Linked DNA regions of Bombyx mori: region 2 is linked to region 1. A link is a contact called in public Hi-C data. All regions are on one chromosome and are shown on one strand. The core of a region is the stretch at or near the end of the contact, and the rest is flanking DNA. Distances in the headings are between cores, read along the strand shown. Region 1 has its middle 18 kb from the start of LOC101735390. Region 2 overlaps LOC100126867 (FancJ-like protein).

Region 1 (6,782 bases), core at 2,483-4,982:
CAAATTAAGGAGATAATTTAATCTCCAGAAATAAAATATGTAAAAAACTGTTTAACTGCTAAAAATATATGACATAAACTCAAGGATATATATGAAAGTAAACGACCTACTAAGAAGGCTTAACTCCTCAAATAATTAATTGTTGCAAAATATAAAGAAGGTGATGATTTATGAGAGCACTTAGACAATTTAACCGACATTGTGGATAAGCTCGCCAACATGAATGTTGATATCTTACAGATCATTTTAATTCGTATCACCAGCGCTGATCTTGACGACGCATAGAGACGGGATTACTTTATCGACAGCCCCTAGTGAAGACTCAATTAAAAGAAGAAGACACATAAAAGATACATCCCGTATTATAAATAGGTATATGACAAGCAAGATGTAGGGGAGACCAGGGCAAGATGAGATAGCTAAGACAAAGCTCGCTGTACAGAGACAATTATACTCTTTAATTAAATTCTTTAACTAAACAAGTAATATCTATACATTTGTCTCTTAAAATAAATCGTTTTATTATGCAAAATCGCGATATTTTTTTTAACAAATAATGAATAACAATAATGAGGCGAATTTCCCGTCTTGCCCCATAGCTGGAGTAAAATGGGAAACGCTACGGGGCAAAAGTAGTAAAAAAAAAATTTATTGCCCTTGTAGGCAGACGAGCACACGGCCCACCTGATGGTGAGTGGTTACCGTCGCCCATGGACTTCAGCAATGCCAGGGACAAAACCAAGCCGCTGCCTACCGCTACATATTTTAATCAGGCAAACAGCGTTCACAAATACCTAAGCAAATTTTTTTTTGTCTAAATTTCGGACTATGCCTGAATTTTAATGGCTACTTTTTATGTACCACAATTTTATTCGAAAGATAATGTTCACGAAATATTGTTTTAACATCTCTGTTTTCCCGAACTAGGTATATTCAACTTTTTCGGAGATGATTGATCGGCGCGCAAAGACTAAAATGACTAAACTCCGTGTACATATTAAAAAAAAAAAACTGAACTGCCTCCTCGCGTATGTACGGTTTTTACATTATTCTATTTTACTTGTCTAAGTAAATTAGTAGAATAATAAAAGGTTACAAAACAAACATAGGTTTAAGCGGAAAACCTTTTGCCTATGAAAGGTTTCTCAAAAAAAATGCGTTCGTAAAATAAATTCTTTTGCCTTTTATTGAAATGTAATTTAGTCGGAACGCGCTCTGGTAACTCTGCAAATAGTTTATTAATTAAAAAATAACAAATGACAGATGAAAATTGATCTGAATTGAATCTTGCTCGTGAGACAAAAGTTTTTTTTTTTATCGCCACATTGTCTATGCTTCCTTTCATAGGTTCTTTTGACAATTTAAATTTCCCGATTCGTACGCAGAGGTGTCGTATTACGGTAATTACACGTTAGAACCGGAACTAGTGTGTGCTGAATAGGTAACCGCTTTCTGTATTCGATTTCTTTTTTCTAATGTTTTTTTTAATATGATATTTAGGGGTGAGCTTTCCGCCCGCAACAGCGCTTGCGTGGGTGGAAGCTTTATTTCGCGTGGATTGAGACCTGTGCTTAGTTCTAGGATGAGAGTTACCGAATTTAGTGAATATCGGTTCAGAGGTTTGGGCGGTGAAAAGGAAAATGCATACCTACACGATTAAATTTGTATAAATAACATTCGTATTAGAGAATATTCGAAAAATATTAAATTGTCAATAACTTTTTTTGATTTTTAATAAATAAAAAACTTATGTCCTGCTCCCAAGTTAGTCGTTGTCTAAGAAAACTGTATGAAATAGCCTACTGAGTTTCTCGCCGGCTCTTCTCAATTCTCAGTCAGTCGCGATTCCGACGATGCTCTTGCTAGGGCTAGTGTTAGCAAATTCTCTCAGGTTGAGCACGTGAGCTCAACTACATGACGATGATGATGATGAAAATGATATATTTTACTACTCTACCTCCGTAGGCAGACGAGCATACACACCTGATGGCGACTAATGGCCGTCGCTAATGGACATCAGCAATGCCAGGGGTACAGCCGAGTCGTTGTTTACCAAATATGGAGTAGATATATGGAAAAAAGATTTCTAGAAGCCCACCATCGATGAACGCAGCGGCTTCAGATATTATGGAAAAGTCTGTTCAGGTAAGATGTAGGGATCATCTTAAACAGTTCCTCAGAGGACTCCCCGCGGAATATACGATACAAAATACAGAGAAAATCGAAGTTCCTCCGACGACCCAAGCGATTCGTGAGAACGGGATTATCGACAATCCGAACGGTCGTCATCAGTAAATAAAAAAGTAATTAAAATAATAGCCGATATAGGTAATAGGTAGATATTATTTTTGATCTTTCGATTTGTATTGATAAGATCGACCCAAAGTGAATAATTTTTTTTTATTGCTTGGGTGATTGTACGAGCTCACAGCCCACCTGGTGTTAAGTGGTTACAGGAGCGCATAGACATCTACAACGTCAGAAACCATAGATATCTACAAGGCGCCACACACCTTGAGATATAAGTTCTAAGGTCTCAGTATAGTTACAACGGCTGTCCCACCCTTCAAACCGAAACGCATTACTGCATTACGGCAGATATAGGCGAGGTGGTGGTACCTACCTACCTGGTGGTCACAAGAGGTCCTACCACCAGTAATCATAAGAGGTCCTACCACCAGTAAAAAACCAGTAAAACCATGTGGTAGTCTGATTTATTATACAGTATCGGTTAGTCAGTTAGGCTATAGTTTTTTTTTGCCTACCTAGACGCTGGTAGCCGAGGGACTATTCCAGCTATGCCCGGACAAAGTATTGTTACAAGCTGAAGATGAGAGTAGCCTGGTGTAGCAGTTAACGGAGGAGAATAGGGCTGTCACACGTCATCTATTATTGTTATTATTATTTTTACTTAGATGCGTGATGAAGTTACGGCTCATATAGTGTTAAGCCCTTACTGGAGCCCATAGACATCAACATCGTGAATGAGGCCACCCACATTATGACATTCGTTCTAAGGTCTCACTTTTAACAGTACAACGGCTGCCCCGCTTTTCAAACCGAAACGCATTGCTGCTACACGGCAGAAATAGGCAGGGTGACGGGTGGTGGTACCTACCCCCAAGTCACAAGACCTACCACCAGTCAATAACTAAACTAACAATAATTTGAAGCTCTCAGGTATGATAGATATACTTTGGGACGTTAGTTTTAAGAAGAAAGAAAAGTTAATACATTAAAATATAATGATGCTAAATTAAAACTATCCATCTTAGATATTGGATTTTAGATACAAGCTGCTGATTTCAATATGCAAGAACTTTTAACCTAGCCTTACATTCACCCTTATTTCAAATCGTTAATTGATAAATTGTTCTCTAAACATAAAAGTCAAAGCACAAAATAACAAATTATTTGAATGTCTAAAAACGTTCTCTTGAAATCATCCTCAAAATAAAACATGAACGATTCAAGATGTTATAATTATAATGCCGAAAAATTTAAGTTCTCTTTAACTACACAAAGCAGACGAAGGTACAAATAAAAGACGGCAAAACTCGAAACCCTCCCTAAGACGTCACCCGAAAAAAAAAAAGCAAAAAAGAAACCTAAAATCGGCAAAAGGAAATTTATTCAGCCATCAAAAACGCAGAGACTTATAAAATAAATATCGGTCGATAACAATAGTAGGAGAGCTGCGTCGGCGCATCCATACGTCATCTCGCTCCAAGACCTATTAGCCCGGGAACCGCCCACCACAAAACCCACTGAGCATCAATTGGACGCGAAATTCGACGACGAAACGCCTTTCGAAGCGACATCTCTTTCTGACTCGCCGCGAAACGTATTTCGGTCTCATGCGTTGATTTTTTTTTCTGTTCAATGCGCGTCGACGACAAATAAAAAGGTTATTTGGCTTTATTCTTGTTTGTGGAGTGCTGGCTGCATGTGCAATGTTTGTATAGATCGTTTTTAGGTGTCTTTCAGATGTCCGATTTGAAACTTTGTCTTTTACAACGTTTTTCTATATATTTTTTTTCTGATATTTATCTAGATAGTTAGAGATTGGGCGTAACTTGTATCTTTTAGTTCGTTTATCAAGAGATATTTGATGCTATTTACGATAATATTAGAAGGTAAAAATGTTTTAACACGCTGATGTTCCTATGGTAAATACATATTAATTATCGACTCTCACAGATACAACGCGCGGTTGTTACAGCTACTGTACACGAGATGGCGCTAGTGGCGTATCGATTTTCTGTCGAAGTTTTATTGTATCATCAAAATTGTGTAGACATTCAATGTTTAATGTAATAAATTTGTACTGTTAGTAAATTATATACCTACTAATAGATATCAGCTTGGTTGAACAATTGATCCGCTAGACAAAAAATCTTTATTATAATTGTCCATTATTCATTATATTAAGTTGAAGCCACGAGTGAGTTTTAATTTGTGTATTCACTAAAGAAGTGTATCAAAGTGGGTGGTGACCTTTACTTTATTGATGTCCATGGGCACCCCCCTTAACAACAAATGGAACATGAGCTCGTTCACTTGTCTTAGCAATATAAAAAAGTCACGATGAAACTATAACAGCGATTTTTGGATTATCGATAATTTCCGATCACAAATATCTTCTTTTAGGAACTTTTCTTTTACCTCCATATTTTACAATGAATTTTTTCCCCTGCCTATTCTAGTATCCTCGAGGGGTTATTCTAGATTCACCGGTGTAGTAGTAGGTGAGCTCACGGGGCTCAAGCCGGGGGTGTTGCTAACACTGGCCCTTGCAAGAGCAGTACTTCGCAGAATCGTCGTGGCCTAACGGATAAGACGTCCGATGCATTTCTGATGAGCGATGCACCGGTGTTCGAATCTCAGGCGGGTACCAATTTTTCTAATGAAATACGTACTCAACAAATGTTCACGATTGACTTCCACGGTGAAGGAATAGCATCATCTAATAAAAATAAAATCCGCAAAATTATAATTTGCATAATTACTAGTGGTAGGACCTCTTGTGAGTCCGCGCGGGTGGGTACCACCACTCTGCCTATTTCTGCCGTGAAGCAGTAATGCGTTTCGGTTTGAAAGGTGGGGCAGCCGTTGTAACTATACTTGAGACCTTAGAACTTATTTTCAAGGTGGGTTTACGTTGTGGATGTCTATGGGCTCCAGTAACCACTTAACACCAGGTGGGCTGTGAGCTCGTCCAACCATCTAAGAATAAAAAAAAACTACCTCCGGATCGGAAACGCGACCCACTGAGTAGATCTGGCTAGAAACTCAGTGGGCTGTGTCTATGGGTTAATTTACTCGTCGAGCCCTTCGTCGCAAGCGACGGGTTCGACTAGGACGGTTACCGAAAGCGTATGTTTGATGTCCTATTCTGAACCGTTGATCCGGAGGTAGATTCAGCAAAGCACTGCTCTTGCTAGGGCTAGTGTTAACAAGTCCTCTAGGTTGAGCCCTTCGAGCTAGCCTACCCAATCGCGCGTGCGTTGAACTATCCTTAAGGCTACCAACGATTGGGTCGGAAAAAGAAAACAACTGACTTATTTGAGACGACGAGATCCACCACTGGAGCTGTCCTTATATACCAGCTAGAACAACTAGGCTGATCTGAAGTAAGTTCCCGCAGAAAATTCTCCACTGATCAGTTCTAGCTTTGGAATTAACTTCTCGCTTTCGTTTTCTATGAGGCTATGTTTTAATTCAAAGGTTTTTTTTTTATTGCTTAGATATGGCTGGTGTTAAGTGGTTACTGGAGCCCATAGACATCTACAACGTAAATGCGCCACCCACCTTGTGATATAAGTTCTAAGGTCTCAAGTATAGTTACGACGGCTGCCCCGCCCTTCAAACTGAAACGCATTCACTTCAAAGATAACTACAGGCTTTGGGCTAAGTGATTAAGCTGTATTAATCCACTTGAAGCAAATCGGGAAAGTAAAAAAACTTGAATGGCGGGTACCTCATGAATGGGGAGAATCGAACTTACTAACACGCGTCGACTGCTGTGTTACTTTGGTCAACCGACACTATAATGAAGGAATTTGAAATCTAATCATTACTTGTGATACAAAGTGGATACTGTGCGATAATCGGAAGCGCTCGTCGCAATGGCTGAGCCCTGGAGACCCAGCCAAATTCTGCCCTAAACGAATATGGACCAGAAAAATTTACTTGTGGGTGTTTAGTGGACTAGGGTTGGTGTCGTTCACTTCTTCTTCTTCTTCTCCATCGCTCCCTCATTGCTGAGGATCGTGATTCCGTTTCAGCTTGTCGACTGCCAACCTCCATCGGTTCCGGTCAGTTGAATGGTGTAGTGCAGCGCTAAGTGGATGCCCACTGAGTTTCTTGCCGGATCTTCTCAGTGGATCGCGTTTATGATTCGGTGGTAGATTCTGCGAAGCACTGCTCTTGCTAGGGTCAGTGTTAACAACACCCCGGTTTGAGCTCCGTGAGCTCACCTACACACGTTAGGGTGAAGCTGAAATAGCCTCTCAAGGCTATCAGCATAGGTAGGAAAATAAAAGCTAAGTGGTCCGCTGGTTTGCTCGGAGATCTGGTCGGACCAACGTTTGGGGCTCCGGCCTCTAGGTTGTTTTCCTTCTACTTTTCTAATGACCATCAGACGTTCCATGTTTTCTACACCTCTGCGGGCAACGTGGCCAAAGTAGTTCACTACAGCTTTCTAAAATCTGGCCAAATGATTACGGCAGATATCTATTGTCAGCAACTGCGTACCATGAAGGAAGAACTAGCTGCTAAAC
Region 2 (6,782 bases), core at 2,912-5,411, 220 kb after region 1:
ATTTAGATATATTGTGAAATTCACTAAAAAACAATTCGTTATTTATTTCGAAGAACCTTTGACCCTTTTCATGCTAATATAAGCTTTTAAACATGTTTTTCGACACAAAAGAAAACCTATTAGACCGTATATTATTATTATTTTCTCGTGTTCTGCTCTTGTCGTTTACAACTCATTAAAATTATGTTTTTTTACCGTTTCGTGCAAGCCGGCGTTTAAGTTCCTAATAGTCGATTGCAACGAAGCTATTTGTCTTTTTTTTTTTTTTTCAAAAGTCTTTCTCGATTTTAAACTTTGCCGTCTACTTAACCATGAGGAACACATTTGAATTCGTCGTGGCCTAAAGGATAGGACGTCCGGTGCATTCGTATGTAGCGATGCAACGGTGTTCGAATCCCGCAGGCGGGTAAGAATTTTTCTAATGAAATACGTAATTAACAAATGTTGAAGGTGAAGGAATAACATCGTGTAATAAAAATCAGACCCGCAAAATTATAATTTGCGTAATTACTGGTGGTAGGAGCTCTTGTGAGTCCACACGGGTAGGTACCACCGCCCCGCCTATTTCTGCCGTGAAGCAGTAATGCGTTTCGGTTTGAAGGGTGGGGCAGCCGTTGTAACTATACTGAGACCTTAGAACTTCTATCTCAAGGTGTGTGGCGCATTTACGTTGTAGATGTCTATGGGTTCCAGTAACTACTTAACACCAGCTGGGCTGTGAGCTCGTCCACACATCTAGGCAAAAAAAAAGTATCGTTCTCTATTTTTTACTGCACGAACCACCTGGGTGTATAAGAGTTGTCAGGGCCTATAGACATAACAGCATGAATGTCGCCACTCTATTTGAGACATGAGGTCGAAGTCTCAACGCCATAATATAACGGGTACTCGAAACCGAAACGCATAAGCATAACTGCTTTCATAAATTACCAGAATGGTTTGGTATAGAATCTTTCATGATGGCCGCATATTACAAGTTAGGGTTACAAAATGAGATCAAATAATATTTATCAATTTTTTTTTGTTTGTGACAGAGAGAAAGAGAGAGATTATTATCATACAAAAAACGTGTTTTGGTAATTTTATTAGAATTATATGCTGTAAGACTCACACGGTATAGAGTAATTGTACATAGTTCTACCCCTCTCAAAATCATTTATCACATCTGAAGACAATTGGGCTATTGCAATGCTTGCCGTATTCTATACATCGAACATCCAAATAACGATTTAGAACGTTATTGTTCTTGATATATGACAGTCATTGAAAGATTAGACATGGTCCACCACCACCACCCTGCCTATTCCTGAGGTAAATCAGTAATGCATTTTTGTTTGAATAGTTGTACTGGTCAAGGTGTCGTCAAGGTGAGTGGCGGTATTTATGTTATAGACTTCTATGGGCTCTGGTAACCATGTGACTGAACACCATGTGACCAGGTGGGTCGTGAGCTCGTCCAACCATCCAAACGGAAAAAAAAATGTGCGTGCGTACAAAGTACACATGTCAGAAGTGAAACTTTTTTGGCGAACTAATTTATAAGTCTTGCTTATATTTATACAAATCTAAAACTTTAGATTTCCGAGACTTAGAGGATGGGAAAAACGAAGATATGTTCCCGCCAAAAGTCTGTCAAATGTCAATCTCAAACCTCAGTGTTGACAGTCACATTATGTTTAGATTTCTAAATTGTAAATGACTAATATTTTGCCAATTGACTAATTTAATTTCATGCTATTTGATTAATGTTCCAAATTCTTTTCATTTCATTTCAATTCCTATTAACATTTTTCACAAAAAAATTATAAAATATTAGGCTGTATGGTATGATACATTTTCCTTTCCAGTTGGAAAAATACAACAACTACTACTACTGACATTTGACAAGTACTTAATTTCAATAGTAGTTTGACGTCACTTCCGTTGCATACCTGCGTGACGTTCTGTAAAAAATTTACCCTCATGCGCCTAAAGAAGTTTCACTTCAAAAACTTTTCTATTCCGGAGTCTACGTTCGCTGGCAATATATAAATTAAAATCTGTTACTATGTCTAACACTCGTCACAGAGAGTGCCACGTCGCATTGGTGGACGTTAAAGATTAGACAGAATTGTAATTTTACAGTTTTAAGCACGTCAATCTATTAATGTGATGGGCGTTTGGCATTTGTTCCGTGACTCTTACCCCCGACGTTCACCGAAATTTTATCATTTTTCCAATTTGTTGTTTGTTTGTGTATACGTTTTTTTATTATTTTCACAATGATTGGTGGCTGCTTAATCGGACATCGTTCGATTCGATCGCTCGGATGGCGTGGCGTTAGACAGTTAATCATTGTTTGTAATAAGAATGTGATCATGAATTATTTTAACGGATAGTTTTTAGTGCGCGGATATAGTGACTGCGACGTTTACGTGTATACCGACTCCGCAACGGCATTTTTCTATTCTATACTAGCTGACCCAGCAGACTTCGTAGTGCCTCAATCGATAAATAAAAGACCTAAACTTTTGTATAAAATATACTTAAAACCAACAAACGGAATCCGTCCGACGGAGAACACATCAAAGGAAAAACAAAATTGTTATTTTTATATTATAATTCCGAGCATTTTCATATTTATCTACATTTTAAACCTTCTCTGGACTTCCACAAATAATTCAAGACCAAAATTAGCCAAATCGGTCCAGCCGTTCTCGAGTTTTAGCGAGACTAACGGACAGCAATTCATTTTTATATATATAGATATATAGTTCTATATATTTATTTTAAAAAAGTAGCCGTCGTTGGATGATATGCGAACTTCAATAAGTGAATTTCCGACCCAGCCACCGAAACGTGAACAATTTGCTGGTAACCTAAGAGACTGTTCCATCTACGCCCGGACCCTATCTGCCTTCTTTTCCCTACCTATTCGTTGGTGGGTGGGAAGGGGCTATTCCAGCTACGCCCGGACGGGTAGGTGAGCTCACGGGCTCAACCTCATAGAATTTGCTAACACTAGCCCTAGCAAGAGCGGTACTTCGCAGAATCTACCACCGGATCGGAATTGCGACCCACCGGGAAGATCCGGCGAGAAACTTAGTGGACTGTGTCTTTGGGTTAGTTCGCTCGTCGAGTTCGACAAGGACGGTGACCAGTGCTTGAGAGGTCTAAGAGCACCGAAAGTTAATCCAGGGGATCCGACAAGACATGTTTCTGGTGACGGTTGCTTTGCGTTGACCCCTCGCGATCTGATAAGCGTGATGTGTATATTTAACTCAAAGCTGATAGTTAAAAAAATCAACAGAAATATTGTATATTGAAAATTCATATCCAAGTACCTATAGCTCAAATTAGACTTCAAAAAATATGTGGTACATATTTTTTGTGGTATCAGTGGTATGCTTCGTTCTCAGGTACTTTTTTTTTGGTAGACCACTTGGATACATTTGCCACTACGACCCTTCTAATAATACTTCTGGTTTCGAACGCGCTCGAATTTGAAGATCCAAATAAATCAGATATTAAATTAAATTAACAAATGTTTTACATTTAATCATAGACGTGGGAAACGTTAAGAACTTTTGTGTACCGTTTTGTCTTTAGTTTAAATATGTGGTACGTAGCGCCATCTATTGCGGAATAGCGGAACCAAAAAAGATGAAATTGCTTTTAAAGAAAACGTATCGTTGCTATAATAATCTCAGACAAGACAATATAATACAAAAGTGGTTTTACAGTGAAATATTAAAATTAAAAACTATTTAATACTAAATACGGACTATGTTCAATTAATTACAATGTGTCAATTAAAGGAAGGCTACTAACTTTCCTTTTGGCTTATAAACAACTTACCGTGAACTACATCGACCACGTGATGAAGATAATGGCTATTATAATGTAATAAAGGCTAGAGAAGTAGTTTTACTATTCTATGAAGAATAGAACAGTATGATTGGTTCGCAAAAGAAATAGAATGGTTGCTGGTAAAATTCGTAACCTTACACTGCCAGTTCATAAATACTGCGACAGTTAATGACGCATACATAAAAAATCGCGGGCGTGAATTTCATTAAACGATATTATTTCTTCATGAAGTTGAAGTCATGAACGCGTATAGGCACTTACTTGTTTAGTAAAATGTACCTGCCTCAGACTATAAAAGCTGGTGTAGTACTATTATTCGATACTCGTTGAAGCTGAAAAGCTTACCTACACCTTACACCAAACAGGCCATAACCTTGTGTATATCTGCTAGCTAAGCTACTAGTCTAGTAGCTAGTTTGACTATCTTAAACGTTAAGTTAATTAAATCTTTGTGTTTCGAACACGGCTATAGACGAATCGCTTGATACGAATAGACTAGGTTTCTTATTTTTAAAGGTGTCAAAATATCTTCTAATACGAGTAATAAAATAGAACTAGAGGTCCCGCAGTAGTCGAAATCCGACTATAATTAATTGGAATTGTAAGTTTGTACACTGTTAAGATTGTATTTTATACTTCTATAATCACAAATTTCGCCAAGGCTACTCTATAAAAAAATATTAATAGAGATAAACAATAATCTATTCTCAATTTGACCACAGACGTCAAGAACAAAAATTTGACAATAAATAGTATGCATGCGTGTGTGCGTCAAATACATGGTATATAGTGTGTGTAATGCTTTCTTTATTGATTTAATGTATCTCTTATGCATTATTTTAAAAAAATATTAGCATTGTGCACTTCTTCTCTATGTTCTCTATAAGTGTGGAAAATTTCATACTCCTCCGTCCGCGCAATATTCGTAAAAAGGGATACAAAGTTTTTGGTTCACGTATTAATAAAATAGAATTTTTGTTTGCTTTGCTGTTGTAGTTTCTGTTAAAGCGCCATCTACATGAATCGCTGTGAACTAAAATTGTAATCGTTTTTGTATTTAGATAACAGCGCCATCTATGCAGAATCTAATAAAATACTACCATTTAGAACTAACATGTAAGTTAAACAGAAACCGAATCTAACTTATCTTTTCTTGAGAAGACTTTAGTTCATTGCATAAAAGCTAATGAACCGTGTGGTATTTGGGTCAAAAAATCACTACTAGATGATAATAAAAGGCAAAGATAAAAAAGTTAACAATTTTACTTTTTTGAGTCTTAATTTTTTTTTAACGCATTAAATAAAATACATTTAAATTTTCAGTATTTAGTACGAATATTTTAGTCTTTACGTATATAGAATTTTTGACTTTTGTCCAAAGTAACGGTTAATTGTTTGAACTTAATTAGTTTTATAAATCAAAGGAAGAAAATTCATATTCTTTGCAGTTCTTTAAACGGTCCACTTCATTATTCATTAATTTATTTTTATTTTATTACAACTCGAACACTATATTTGGAAGAAGTGCCTTTCTAAGTTGAACTAGAATAATTAAAACCCTTTTATCTCGAAATTCCTTTGATGACGACAATTCCCTAACTCGATTTTTAAGGTAGGTATTTTCTTTTAATTACGACTTATCAAGATTCTTCTGTATTTTCAAATTCAATGTTAAATCGTGCTGTGAGCCCGTACGTCACTTTGCTTTTCTGTATTGCATAGATAGGTGGACGAGCTCACAGCTCACCTGGTGTTAAGTGGTTACCGGAGCCCATACACATTTACAACGTAAATGCCGCCACCCAGCTTGAGGTATGAGTTCTAAAATCTTAGTATAGTTACAGCGGCTGCCCCACCCTTCAAACCGAAACGCATTTCTGCTTCACGGCTCAAATAGGCAGAGTGGTAGTAGCTACCCATGCGGACTCACAAGAGGTCCTACCACCAGTAATTACAAAAATTATAATTTTGCGCGTTTGATTTTTATTACACGATGTTACTCCTTCACCGTGGAAGTCGATCGAGGAAATTTGTTAAGTACGTATTTCATTAGAAGAATTGGTACCCGCCTGCGGGATTCGAGCACCGTTGCATCGCTAGATACGATTGCACCGGACGTCTTATCCTTTAGGCCACGACGACTTCGTAACGTAAAATTCTGTTAATAAAGAGTTGCGGTTTGAAAGACTATCCAACGGTAACGATAGCGGCTTAGCTCTGCCCCTGACATTTCTGACGTCCATGGGCGATGGTAACCACTCACCATTAGGTTGACCGTAAACCCGTCTGCCTATAAGTGCAATAAGAAAAATTATACGAAATCAATTACATTATTTTTATTAGTAAATAACTAAACAAAACAGTCTTTGCGTGCACAATTTTCCAAGTACTGATCATGCCATGTGCTAGTAGTATTATAAATTAGATTCAACAGTAGCTGAAGACATCGCTCAAAAAAGTTTGACCGTATTTTTCAATTAGGTAATTGAGTTATTCAACTAACAAGTGGCAATGTGTTTCTATTTTTTTTTTTTTTTCAATGAAGAAGTTTTACGTTTGTAGGTACGTGATGCGTTACATATTACGTTAATAGTATTTTCTCAAAATAGGGTGAAATGAAATGAAAACTTGCCTTTAGCATAATCTATATATTAATACGTGAAGCAAAAACGTTGTATCCCTTTTTACGAAAATTGCGCGGACGGAAGAGTATGAAAATTTCCACACTTATAGAGAATATAGAGAAGAAGTGCACAATGCTAATATTTTTTTAAAATAGTGCATAAAAGATACATTACATCAATAAAGAAAACGTTACACACACTACATACCATGTATTTGACGCACACACACATGCATACTATTTATTGTCAAACTTTTGTTCTTGACGTCTGTGGTCAAATTGAGAATAGATTAAATAGTGTTTGTCTTTG

Evidence for each region. Hi-C and Micro-C count contacts between places; a contact is called where the count stands out from the background.
Region 2: a contact with region 1 is called in a Hi-C map of whole pupa, with 6 times the contacts expected there. The contact joins two enhancer-like sites. A contact is called at or near these places in 4 of 7 Hi-C or Micro-C datasets (middle silk gland, posterior silk gland and whole pupa).

The regions. Positions count from the first base shown.
Region 1 is chr16:8,445,224-8,452,005 of ASM3026992v2, forward strand. No RefSeq gene overlaps it. Among protein-coding and RNA genes, the nearest start is that of LOC101735390, 18 kb to the right of the region's middle. Within about 2 kb of position 3,733, at least 8 of the 8 cell types and tissues checked have open chromatin away from gene starts, as enhancers often do.
Region 2 is chr16:8,667,865-8,674,646 of ASM3026992v2, forward strand. All of the region lies in intron 2 of LOC100126867 (FancJ-like protein), which reads left to right. Among protein-coding and RNA genes, the nearest start is that of LOC100126867, 14 kb to the left of the region's middle. Within about 2 kb of position 4,162, at least 4 of the 8 cell types and tissues checked have open chromatin away from gene starts, as enhancers often do.